2 separate regions of the Mus musculus genome follow, and region 2 is linked to region 1. A link is a contact called in public promoter capture Hi-C data. All regions are on one chromosome and are shown on one strand. The core of a region is the stretch at or near the end of the contact, and the rest is flanking DNA. Distances in the headings are between cores, read along the strand shown. Region 1 holds the start of Ric1 (RAB6A GEF complex partner 1). Region 2 holds the start of Btaf1 (B-TFIID TATA-box binding protein associated factor 1).

The links. Promoter capture Hi-C pulls out the DNA fragments that hold promoters and counts their contacts.
Region 2: a contact with region 1 is called in a promoter capture Hi-C map of cranial neural crest.

Annotation. Positions count from the first base shown.
Region 1 is chr19:29,517,867-29,524,253 of GRCm38.p6, forward strand. Ric1 (RAB6A GEF complex partner 1) reads left to right here and starts at 4,416. Exons shown (of 26, transcript NM_001081319.1): 1 at 4,416-4,800. The coding sequence starts at 4,657. It overlaps A930007I19Rik (RIKEN cDNA A930007I19 gene), which reads right to left and starts at 4,121. Exons shown (of 4, transcript NR_015567.3): 1 at 4,024-4,121; 2 at 2,982-3,103.
Region 2 is chr19:36,920,609-36,927,421 of GRCm38.p6, forward strand. Btaf1 (B-TFIID TATA-box binding protein associated factor 1) reads left to right here and starts at 5,471. Exons shown (of 38, transcript NM_001080706.1): 1 at 5,471-5,793. The coding sequence starts at 5,780.

The sequences.
Region 1 (6,387 bases), core at 3,166-5,665:
GAAGGGGCTATATTTAATTCTCTTCGCGAGGTTTAAATAAACTTTCCATTTGCACAGGACATCATAACTAATATGTATTCCTATTTAAAGGCAAATATGGGCTTACATTCCATAAGATACTAGAACTACTAATCGTATGGGTCTCGTTTCAAGCTATTCTCTAGATTTTTCTGATCAATATAATAGCGTGATATACTGGACATAGTTTGGATCTCGGTTCCTGGTGGCAGAGACTCACACACAATGCTTTCGTTGTTCTAACATAATCTGCTGGCTTAGGGGACAGTCAGGGATCAAAGGACATTTAGCTTTATCTACATCTCAAATCAGAACTACTCTGGATAACCTGCTATTAGAAAATGAGAAAAAAACGGAGGTGCCGGAACACAGTCCCAGACTGTGAGCTTGCCCTGTGCTTATGAGAAAACGAGATCTGGGACCTATTCCTTCACAACACAGAACTGTTCTTGGAATGTGTCTGCATGCCCCGCCCAGGTGTAGCAGACTGGAGTGTTTACTTCCACTGTTGTTATTCGAATGCCTCTATGGAAAAAAAAAATATATATATATATATATATATATTGCCACATGTGGCTTGTCCTTGTGATTGAACCTTACTCATGTGAGTCTCCCTAACCCTCAAGAGTATCAACTACCTGATGCTCTAAATAAAGTTGGCTAATGCACGAGACTTTAGTCCCCTCAGTTTTAGGTTCCACTCTCCCAGATACACGCTGCCAACTAGAGCAGTGAACAGGGAAGCTTTCGGCCTTTGGCAGTCTGTCCAGACCACAAATCACTCAGCCTACAGCGGGAATTCATTCCAAAGCTTCGGGTTGAATCTGAATATTTCCGCTACGCTGTAATATTTTCAATTAAATCTCTGGCAAAAATTGAAAGTTAAAGTGGAGGGAATAACACAATGAATTCCCAAGAATCCCTCATTCAGCTTGAAATCTTAGTAACCTGAGAGCAATCCTGTCTCATGCATATTACTTATCTTTTCATGTGCCTGGTTACTTCCACATTGCTTTAAAGCAAAACAGAGCTCAGCTATCAGTTTGCAGAAAGTACAAGTGATTAGGAGTCCATCCAGAAGCAAATGCACGCCATACAAGTGTAATAAATCAGATGCTGAAAGCATAAGGAAGAGCCACAAACCCCAGCAGTGCCTAGCATCACAGGCTCTTAGGGGGGTCCCCAGACATTACAAGTGGGACGCTTAGAACCAAAATCCATTTGTGGCTTTGTCTCAGAAACCTGTGACTATATGCAAATACACAGAGCCTAGTTTTAGTCTGGTGACTAATTATTTTCTACTAATCCTTCTCTCGATACTCTTGAGACAGTGCCTGAAACTCTACATTACTGCATTACTGTCTTTGATTTGCCAGTGATGCACAGCCCTACCTGAAGCAGGTCAAGTGGAACATTCGACTGTTAACAAGGTTACTGTTTTATAGTTTTAGTACAAAAATAACATACATTCTTTAAACATAATTTAGAAAGATACAAAAAAGCCCAAAGGAAACATATTAAATGCCCATACTTAAAGGGATTTTTAAAACATCAACATTTTGGTACAATTTTTTTTCCTTTTGTGAAAACGTGTTTCTTCATAAGCATGGAATATTTTATAAAATATGTGTAGACCATTTGTATTACTTCATAATACAATTAATATACTTTTATAGCATATTCTCCAACATAGTTTTTTTATTTTTATAAAATATGCCATTATAAGTAAAGACAATTCTATTTTTGGAGGACAACTATATTTTTCTTCTGTGGTATATCAAGTGTGTGTGTGTGTTTAACTTATTTAACGGAGAGCCTCATTAGGTCAGACTGGCTTGGAATTCATAATTCCTGTGTCTATCTTTCACATACAGGAATTACAGGTTTATTAGTCAAGGTTCTCTAGAGGCACAGAACTTATAGAATGAATCTCTATCTATCTATCTATCTATCTATCTATCTATCTATCTACCATCTATCAGTGATTCATTAGAATAGCTTACAGGCTGTGATCCAGCAAGCCCAACAATTGCTGTCTACCAATGCAAGATCTAAGAATCCAGTAGTAGTTCAGACCATAAGGCTGGATGTCTCAGCTGGTCTTCGGTATTCACCAGAGTCCCAAAGAAGTAGGCTTTAATTCCAAGAAGAAATGGATGTGCCAGCGAAAGCAAGAACAAACAGGAAGGGGGCAAAAGCTGCTTTCTTCCTGCATACAGGTTGCCAGCAGAAGCTGTGGCCCAGAGTCTCACCTCAGAACATTGAGATTAGAAGTGTGTCTTCTTCCCACTGCCAATGACTTAATTCATAAACAAAACCAAAATCCCTCACATGTGTACCTAGCCACTTTGGTTCCCGATGTAGTCAAGCCGGCTACCAAGAATAGCCAAATACAATAGGTATCCATCATGCCTGGCTTATGAGGTATGATTTAAGGCTAAAACTCTGTGTCTCCTTACAAAATAATATAGGAGGGTCTGGATATCTGTCTCTTTCTCCATGCATAGACCACATAATGGCACTAGTCTTTATAGAAATTGTATCAACTTATCCTCCAATACATGGTTTATAGAGGTACTTGTTTCCATGCACCCTGATCAAGAGTACTCTTGTAATAAAAAAGTTAAGTCTGATAGAACCAAATATGTACCTACTTTTACCAGTTTACGTGAGGTTCAAAGTCATCCAGAGAGTTTGGCTGGAGTGGTGATGGAGGGAGAAAGTGGTGATGGGGGGGGGGTACGGGGGGACAGAAGATTTGAGCACTGGAATTGTTAGCACATTTCACAATGTTAAAGTATGATCTTTGAACCTCAGGTCGGTCTATATTATATAACGTTTCAGTCACAGTGGGTAACACTTAGGGAGATTTACAGTGAGATATTTTACCCATCACTCCCAAGTGAGAAAGGACCAGAGGGTCTCCTCCTCCTGTCCATGTTCAGGCCACTCTCACACTTCACCTTGAGCTGGTCTAAAGACTGCTGGGTCCTTGGAAGGGAGAGCAGTTTTTCTTAGGCCATGTGACCTTGGGCATATCCAGCACTTTAACTAGCGATGATCCAGCACCATCATCTGTGGTTTTCTGTGGAATTAAATCAAAGCATCCTCTTAATTTTTTTGTAGACCTTAGCTGCTACAAAAGATCACAGGAGGAGAATCCCACCCAGAAGCTCACCAGTAAGTGAGGTCAAAAAAAAAAACAATTAAAAATTACTTAGAAACATCTACACTGCCCATGATTGCAGACACACTGGTGAGGCACATGAACACACTGAAGTAGAGGTAGAGCAAACATTCTCAATGGAATTGCAGCACATTTTCACTTCCTCTGCCACGTGTACAACTCTGTCTGAAAAGTACTAGACAACGAAGTTCTTCTATGATTTTATATTGGCAAGGCAGAGACCTCTCTGGACCTCTTGATTTATCCAGCGGGTGTAACTCGGATCATCAAGATTCCGTCCACACAGATGAAAATCTGAAAAATAGTTTTCAGGTCTGCTCTGCTTAAAATATCCCAGGAATGCTGTGTTGGCCTGTGGGACACACCAGGACAGAGATTCTAGGAGATCCTCTGGAAACAAAAGGCTAGTGAGCTGGGACTTTAGTCAACGTCTTCGAAAAGCAAGCGTTAGAACAATTACGGAAAGTTACATTGTTATTAAAATCCGGATTGTTACTTTGTTGTTACTTTTAAACTTTGAAAGAGTTACAAAAAGCTGCAGCTATTTTTAAGGTTCCAGGTCCAAAAGTTGAGCACCCCTTCATTCCTCCCAACCCCCAAATTAAAAACATCAATACGGTATCTCCAGTCTGGATCAACACAAAACCTAAGTCCATTTCTTTTCCTGAACAGTTTACTGGGGCTGCAAAAGACCCCATCTGGCTTCGCCTAGCATTAATAACTAAACAGGCAGACAAGACTGAAGCACTTTAGTGACTGAATAAAGAGCCTGCCTAGAATGTAAGCTCTGTACGGCCAGGGACATCACCAGCTCTCACTTTAAACCGCAGCACACAAAGGATTTGTGGGTACAGACTCGAACCCCAAGCCTTGGAGTCGCAGAGACCCAGCTCCAAGCGCAGCCCGGGAGTCACGTGACGCGCGCTCCGCTCGCCCCGCCCCCTTCAACCCCGGAGGTCGCGCCAATCCAGGGATCGTGCAAGTGGGCCCGGCCGCTCCGATTGTCACTGACTGAGCCTGTCGCCTCATCCCGGTCCCCAGCTCCACGCGCCAGGTCGCCAGCCAGCAAGGCGTCCCGAGCCCTCGACGTCCTGCCCCGCGGCCTGCGTTCTGACGCGGGGCGGTCCGAGGGAGCCGGGCGGAGCCTCCCCGCGCCGTGCGGCGTGCTGACGCGAGCGGCGAGCGGGGCGGGCCGGCCTCGGCTCCTCCCGCCGCGGGCCCACTGGCCGCCCGCCTCCCCCACCCTCGGCCGGTCAGCGTCCCAGACTGCGTCGCGCAGCATCGCGTCGGCCCGGCCCGGCCCGGCCCCCGGGCAGATGCCCCGAGTTGCCGCTGTCGCCGCCGCCGACTCGGCCGGTGGCGGTGTGGGAGGTGGGCGCCTGGCCCGGGGCCGCCGAGCGTGACAGACACGGCCGGGGCCGCCGGGGGGCTGTCGGGGCCGCGCGCGGACCATGTATTTCCTGAGCGGCTGGCCCAAGAGGCTGCTCTGCGCGCCGCGGAGCCCGGCCGAGGCGCCGCTCCACGTCCAGTCTGACCCTCGGAGAGCGTTCTTCGCCGTGCTGGCCCCGGCCCGCCTCAGCATCTGGTACAGCCGAGTAAGTAGGCGCCGGCGTCCCGACTTCCCCCGAGCGGCCCCTGTCCGGTCCCGACTTCCCCAGAGAGGCCCGGATCTAGTCCCGATTCTCCCCGAGCGACCCTGGCCCCGTCCCGACTCCCTCCGAACGACCACCGTCCGGTCCCAACTAACCCCGGGCGAACCCAGAACCATCCTGATCACCCTCCCTATAGTGACCCTGGAACTGGCGCGACTGCCGCCGAGCGACCCCGGACCGGTCCCGACTTCCCCCGAGCGACCCCGGCCAGTCCCGACTCCCTCCGAGGGAGCGACGGCGGTCCCGTCCCAACTAACTACCCCCGAGCGACCCCAGCCGGTCCCGACTTACCCCGAGCGACCCTCGCTCTCGAGTTGGAGCCGCGCGCGGACAGTCTCCACTGCACCCCAGTCCCCGCGTGGCACCCACAGCCGCGCGCCAGGCCTGGAGCTCCCTGGCGGAGCCCAGACTTGCCTGCCTCTCTGCCCCCATTGCCGCCGAGCCAATCTGTTGGAGCGTCCCCCAGCACTCCGGCAGCTGTGGCGTCCCCGCTCCCCCACCCCCCACCCCTGCTTTAAAGGTTGTTGTTTAGTGGAGTTCCGGAAAGCCTGTTGGTCTTTACCAAGTGTCAGAATTTACAGTCCTGTGGTAATTGATTTCTGAAAACTTAAAGACTTGTTGGGTTTGAGTGTAGATATCTGGTAACTTTAGCTCCGGGTCTCCCCCACACATCACGGACTCCAGTCCTTTTCTTGGCTGCTCTTGGACTCTGGAGAGCTCTGCTGGGATGGTTGGAGAGTCGGGGAGCTCACGTCTGTCCGCGCCGCACCTGGAAATTATTATTTCCAGGCTTAGAAAGAGCATGGGGTCAGAATTCTTTGCTTTCAGCCTGGCTTTTTTTTTTTTTTCCTCCCGTGCCTTGAGTTCCGAGTAGATAAGAGAATTAACTTGAAAAAGTAAGGGGTGAATGGGCTAGCCCCCGTCCGGTTTTTGTTGCTCCTGGACATCTGTAAAAATTACAGAATTCTGAGTTTTAAGATCCCCCCCCACACACTGCATTCAGAGAGACAGTACTAATTGATGTCAGAGTGGTGGTGGTCTTGAAAAGAGACTAGAGGTTGGTTGACCTTGCCCTTGCTAGATATGTGAAACACTGGTTTTGGTTTGGTTAAACCCTTTAGATCTCTGCTTATTACCATGGTGTGCTGATAATGCCCTTGATTGTCCGCACACACAGCTGTGGTAAAACCGATGCTAGAATTTAAGCAATTTAATTGGTTTCTCTTTTACTATTACATAGTTAGGCTATTTGTCACTAAGTTTTGGCTGACCTAATTTTCAGAAAGGTATGAAAACCGCAGGTTACTAAACAATTACAGCATCAGCAATGTGATACTCAGATCCGTGCTGAATTGAATTTTTAAATATGTGCGTTGTAAATGTAAGTTGGTACCTAAGTGAGATCCGTTTTCAATTTATGAGCAGTTGAACAACTTTTATGTAGTGCAACTATTTAAAGTCAATAGTTGTTTGGAAGAGCATAATTAGAAGTTGAATTTTACATTGTTTCCTAAATTTAGTAGTTTTGTT
Region 2 (6,813 bases), core at 4,221-6,720, 7.4 Mb after region 1:
TCAGATGTGCCAGAAGAGGGCATCAGGTCTCATTATGGGTGGTTGTGAGCCACCATGTGGTTGCTGGGATTTGAACTCAGAACCATCAGAAGAGAGTTCTTACTCGCTGAGCCATCTCGCCAGCCCAAGGTTTATATATATATATATATAACATTTATAAAATAAAAAGAGAATTTTACATTTGTTTATTGTTTACTTGGTGTGTGTGCTCAAATGCTACAGTATACGTGAGGAAGTCAGAAGACAAGTTTCAGGAGTCTACTATCTCCTCCCACCTTGCAAGTCTCAAGAATTGAAGGATTCAACTCAGGTGGTTAGGTTTAGCAGCAAGTCTCTAATTTGCTGAGCCATCTTAGAAGACTCCCTTTTTAAAAACAGGGTCTCTTGGATCTTGAGTTTATTGTGTATCTGACTGTGACCTTGTATTTTAAGCAAAGTTATTTTTAAGCTTTGGGATTTTATATTCATCTCACTTTTAGCTCCATAGTATGTGGTCTTTTTTTACTTTAAGAGTATATTGCCGGGGCTGGTGAGATGGCTCAGTGGGTAAGAGCACCCGACTGCTCTTCCGAAGGTCCAGAGTTCAAATCCCAGCAACCACATGGTGGCTCACAACCATCTGTAACGAGATATGATGCCCTCTTCTGGTGTGTCTGAAGACAGCTACAGTGTACTTACATATAATAAATAAATCTTTAAAAAAAAAAAAAAAAAAAAGAGTATATTGCCAAGAGGCTGGGGAGACCCATGTGAGGGCAGAGAGGAATGGCTTCACAAGGTTGTCCTGTGATCTCTGATCAGTGCATACAAGCCCCTCCATTATACACAAGTAATAATAAAGTGGTTTTGATTTGTTTTGTTACAGCTTTTATTTCTCTAGGGAACAGGAATGTTGCTCACTGGTAGAGGACTTGCTTAGTGTGTTCAAGGCCTTTCACCTCTCAGCACTTAATTTCCTTATCTAATTTTGGTATTAATTATACCATTTTGTTTTGTTTTTTTCATGTTTGAGACAGGGTTCTCTGGGTAATAGCCCTTGCTGTCCTGGAACTTGATTTGTAGACGAGGCTGGCCTCGAACTCACAGAGATATATCTGTCTCTGCCTCCAGAGTGCTGAGATTAAAGATATGCACCACATTGCCTGGCTATACCAGTTAAATTTTTAATAAAAACATATTGGTACCTATGACATTAAGGAACACTAATGATAAAAAAACAGGAACTCTTAACGAAAGTTTCATAATACATTTCACAGATGTATTTAAATTTCTCAGAAAGCCAGGCGGTGGTGGTGCACGCCTTTAATCTCAGTACTTAGGAGGCAGAGGCAGGTGGATTTCTGAGTTCGAGGCCAGCCTGGTCTACAAAGTGAGTTCCAGGACAGCCAAGGCTACACAGAGAAACCCTGTCTCAAAAACCAAATAAATAAATAAATAAATAAATAAATAAATAAATAAATAAATAAATAAATATTTCAGAAAAACATTCTCTCATGTAAAGTACCAAAAGTAGTTACAGATACACCTCCTTGCCCACCAAATGCTCTGATATTATCAAGGGCTGGAAGGCTCTTGATAGATTTTTCAGCTAAAGTCTGACATCTTGTGGCCTTATTCTCAATTACATTAAAATTATGAGCTAGATCCACAGATGTCACAAACATCAAGAAGAAAAGGGAAGGGCACACAGAAAAATCAGGATAACTTCAAAAGAGCCGGGCAGTGGTAGTGCATGACTTTAATTCCAGCACTTGGGAGGAAGAGGAAGGCGGATTTCTGAGTTCAAGGCCAGCCTGGTTTACAGAGTGAGTTCCAGGACAGCCAGGGCTACACAGAGAAACCCTGTCTCAAAAAACCAAATAAATAAAAAAGATAAGTTCAAAAGCATGGTAAACGAAGCAGAGCTGGAGTAGCCTGGTGGCTCATGCCTGTAATTCCAACACTAAAGGCTGAGGCAGGAGAAGCACACACTCAAGGCTAGACTGGGCAGCATAGTGAGGTTCAGGTCAGCCTGAGAAACAGCAAGACTGTATTAAAAACTAGTAAAGAAGTAAACCACAAAATAGCATAAGGTAACCTTTTATAGCTGGAGTGAAGAGTGCTTACTGTACTGCTCTAGCAGAGAAGCAGAACTGGGTTCCTAGCAGCAAAGCCACCTGAACTCCAGTTCTAGGGGCCCATCACTGTCACCCTCTTCTCTCCTTGGTGGAACCTGTACTCACATGTACATACTGCCACACATACACAGGACTAGAAATAAAATCTTTCCAAGGGAGGTCCAACCCCATCAGCCCTGGGCTGTGAATAACAACTCTTCCCTCCTCTGAGAGTACATTTCAAGTGTTCTGGGTTCCACTTGTCTGAGCCTGCTGCTGGGGGGGGGGGGTGGTTTGTGGAATTTTCTCTCGACATTCCTTTTTATTCTGTAGCTCTCCCAGACTATGCTCTTGAGTGTTTGAGTTTCACGTGTGAATACAGTGGCTTTATTACTCTCCTCCATTAATGTCCTCCTACCCTTTCAGTTTCCTTCCTGGCCCTGACTGACCTTCTTCTCTCTTCTCCCAAGTGCATTCTAGCTGCCTCTTAGGAAGAAAGAGGTTGTAGGCTTGGAGAAGGTGGGGCAGAGCCTTTGAGTCCACCTGGAGAACTGTCTCCAGTCCAGCGGTTCCCTCTAACTCACTGCTGTCCCTTCTAATATCTGATGGCAAGGCTGCAGGTACTGGGTCTGGCCAGGCCCATGTTCCTTAGCTCTGGGTAGCCAAATAGAGGGGCGTTCACACCCCTTACTAAGCACAAGCACCTTAGTCTTAACCCCTCCAACCACCATCACAGATCCCAAAGCACAATCTCTGGTAATCTGTCAAGCACTTGAGCCTGGCCAAGGTCCTGGCTTTGTAAGGGGGCAGCTCCCTCGCATTGAGAGGTCTTATAGGCAGGGACCATTGGTTCCAAGAACTTCAAGAGGTGGCTCTGGCTCAGGGACTGAGTGGAGCTGGTATCAAATCAGGGGAGTAAGGCAGAGTGTGTTTCTACAGCCACTATAAACTGGGGATATACATGGATCCTCAAGAAATGTATAGGTCTAGTAGTCAGTGCCATGCTTCTCAAAGTCAGCATGCCATAGAATTATAAATGTATTTCATTATAGAACACTGACCTAGAAGCTGGTGGGATCTGGTATCATAAGTGCTATAATGCACTAGATTTCTTTTCAATTCCATTATGTGTAACTTCAGACAACCATACTGTCAAAAATTGTGAACTAGTGTTATTTTCCCCACTCCACAGTTGAGGAATTAAGATACAGAAATTAAGTAACTCGTTCAAGGCTATGCTGTTAACAAAAGGAGTCATCAGAAATGGAGGTTTAGCTCAGAGTCGCACTGTGCCTAGCATGAGCCAGTCCCTGGACTCATCGGCTTAATGAGTAGGGTTGAGTGCTTATTCGGCAGTCATTTGGTTCAGTGCTGTGTGTTCCCATCTAGTCCCTACCAACTCCATCAGCACCATTATTTTCTTCACTTCCCAGATGTAGAAATGAAACTTAGTGATATTATAAAAGTTCTTTGGACACATAGTTGTTATGTGTTATGAGAAAGGACTTAAAAATGAGCCAGTTCAGCCAGGGTGGTGGTGGTGGTGGTGGCACACCACACTTTTAAATCCAGCACACACGAGGCAGAGGCAGGAGGTCAGGGCCAGGTTGGTCTACAGAGGGAGTGCCAGGACAGGCAGGGCTACACAGAGTAATTCTGTCTTTAAAAAACAAAAACCAAACCAACACAAAATGAAATCAAAGTCAGTAGTTAAGAGCACATGACTGGTCCAGAGTGCCTGAGTTCAATTCTCTCAGGAAGCTCCAACCACCTGTAACTTCAGCTCCAGGAATTTTAGATAGTCTCTGGCCCCCTGGCCTCTGTAGGCAGAAGCTACACACATACACATTTTTTAAAAATCTATTGCCTTTGGGGAAAAAAACCAAGTTGATAACAATAGGCCTTTCCTCTCTTCAAAGCTTTAGACTATATATATATGTATATATATATATATGTGTGTGTGTGTGTGTATACATACATATATATGTGTGTGTGTATATATGTGTATATATATATATATATATATACATATATATAGTTTTATTTATATGAGTACACTGTCCCTCTCCTCAGACACACCAGAAGAGAGCATCAGATCCCATTACAAATGGTTGTGAGCCACCATGTAGTTGCTGGGAATTGAACTCAGGACCTCTGGAAGAACAGCCAGCATTCTTAACTGTTGAGCCATCTCTCCAGCCCTGGACCTATATTTTTTGATACTAGGGAAAACATATAGAAAATGTAAACTAGATCATTTCTCTTGCTCAAAACACTCTTCTATACTTCGTATAGAACCCAAATCCTGGGCTTCTAGCCCCACCGTGGAAAAACATCACACTACTTTATAGCTTTGCCTTGTAATGTAAGGGGTAATGTTAGTCACCTGTGCAATACTTTAGCAAGTACTTAGTTCATCTTTTCCTATACAGATCTATTTTACAGTTCACCAAGTTCTTGTGAACTTTCCTGGGTTCATGACATCCCTCCCCACCTTCCACAACCTTTTACAGTGCTTCTCATCATACAGATGACAAGCAGACTCAAAGCCTGAGACATAACTTCTAAATAGGTAACAAGAAGCTAGTGGGCATGTTTTATAAGGAAGGGCGACAGGACAGGTGCTTTTGATGATTAATCTGTCAGTGGCCTATAAACTGGGCTTGCCGAAACTAGAGAAATACTAGTTTGACTACTGGCATTAAAAACAAATTCTAAGGCTATGGTAGTTTACAGAGGAGTGTTTGGCAGTGGAGGGACGGAAGGAGGAAAAGACGGGAAGAAGGGTGATAGGCCTAGGCAAAATCATTAGCAGTCCCTTCACCATTTATGCAGAACTTAATGGTAAATAATAGTAAACACACACTTGAGCCTCCTCCCACCCTCTTCCTCGCGGAACCACACTGCAAATTCTTGGCCCGGAGATTGCTTTGTAGCCCAGACTGACCCCCAATTTCACAATCTGCTGCCTCAGCCTCCCAGGTGCTAGGATTATAGGCCTGCACCACCCTAGCCAGCCCTCGGCAGTGTTTCCTTCTTGACTTCATCCCGCCCACAGCATCGCGACCTGGGCCGGAGTCTCCTTTCTCCAGTTTGTTCCTGTTTGGAAGCCGCCTAGCTGGGTAGTAGGGTCAGGATGGAGAGAGCACTTAGAGACCGAGGTTTGGAACTTTCGGAACTTTAGCTAGGTGATCTTTATCGCTCTCTGGAAGATCAAGACCTCTTTCCGTTTCTCCCATTAATCTTAAAGACTGGGAGCCGGGCTCCCGATCCACGCTGCCAACCCGCTCCCACTGCCGCGGGGCGCTGCTACATTCCGCTCGCCGGCAGGGAGTGGGGATGGGGGGGGGGGGAAAACGTGCCGGTGACGTCACTTCCGGCGTGCAGACGCTAAGTCCGGCGTGCCGGCGTCTGCGTCAGCAGAGAGCGGGGCTGGGGGCACCCGGTTTGAAGTGGTGCGGGTCAGAGCGGCGCCGCCTCCGCCCGTGTGTGGGACCCTGGTCGCTGCGGAGACGAGCTCCGGTGGCCGGCACATGCCGGAAGGCCCGTGCGGGCCGCTCCACGCCGCGCCGCCTGCCGCCCTGCGCCCGGCGGCCTGGGCCTGCGCCGCTCTGCTCGGGAAACGAACGCCGGAGCGGCGCGGCGTGTAGCTCCCTGAGAGTTCCGAACCGCCGGCGCCGGCCATGGCGGTCTCCAGGTGGGTGTCGCCGCCCGTCAGCTAACGGGGAGCGCGCGCGGGCGGGCGGGCGAGGCTGTCGGTCGGCTCCCGGCGCGACGGTGCGGGGCGTGAGCGCTGCTTCTCGTTCGCTCGCCCAGACTTCCGAGGCTTCCCTCGGCTGGCAGGCGCTTTGGGCTCGGGTTACCCGGAGAAGTCGGCTCACGAAGCGCTTTTTCTCCTGGTTAAATGTGACTCGGCGCGTTCGATCTGGCTTTTTTTTTTTTTTCTTTTTTCCTTTTTTCTTTTTTCTTCACCACGTTGCTCCTCTTTGGTTTCTCTTCCCTCTTTGAATTTCTAGGCGAGTTTCTTTTCTTTTTCTTTCGTAGTATCAAAGTCTGTTCCCAAACCACCATTTCACGGCAAAACTTGGTAGTAACTGTCGATGGAGGCGGGGGTTGAAACACTGTTATCTAAGAGACCATCTGGTTATGCTAAATTTTAAAAAAAATTTACAGCGTAACGGGTATAGTCTTGCTCACTTTTTTCTTGAGGTCTAATTCCTCCTTTTTGTTAAGCAGTAAGTATTCTGTCAATCAGCGTGTGGTCTTAAGCAGATGACTATTTTAGCATCTTTCCCCAAGCGTTATCACAGATCTTAAATTATTGTAAAATTTTGCCCACGTGGAAGAGTCTGGGAAAATTATGGAAAGACGTATAAACATTTAACTTGTGTAGCTTCTGATGATAGAATGAGTTGAAAACTTGGAAATGATTTTGGTGTCCCGCTGACGTTTAAGTCGTCGGGATGGTCTCTCCGTGTTTAGTCATTAAGAGTTACCAAAGTCCTTTAGGGATGATGAGATAATGAGAATTGAGTCCTTTCACCAAATGGACTGAGGGAGATAAATGACGAAAATAAACAGCTTTCACTAATTTTTCGAAATTAGTTGAACACATTCCTTTATGCACACTCTTATAAGGAAGGAGTAACCCAAGTCACACACTCCCTAGGTAACTGATGAAATAGTGTGTGGGAGAATCCCATGGGAGCTGAGTGAA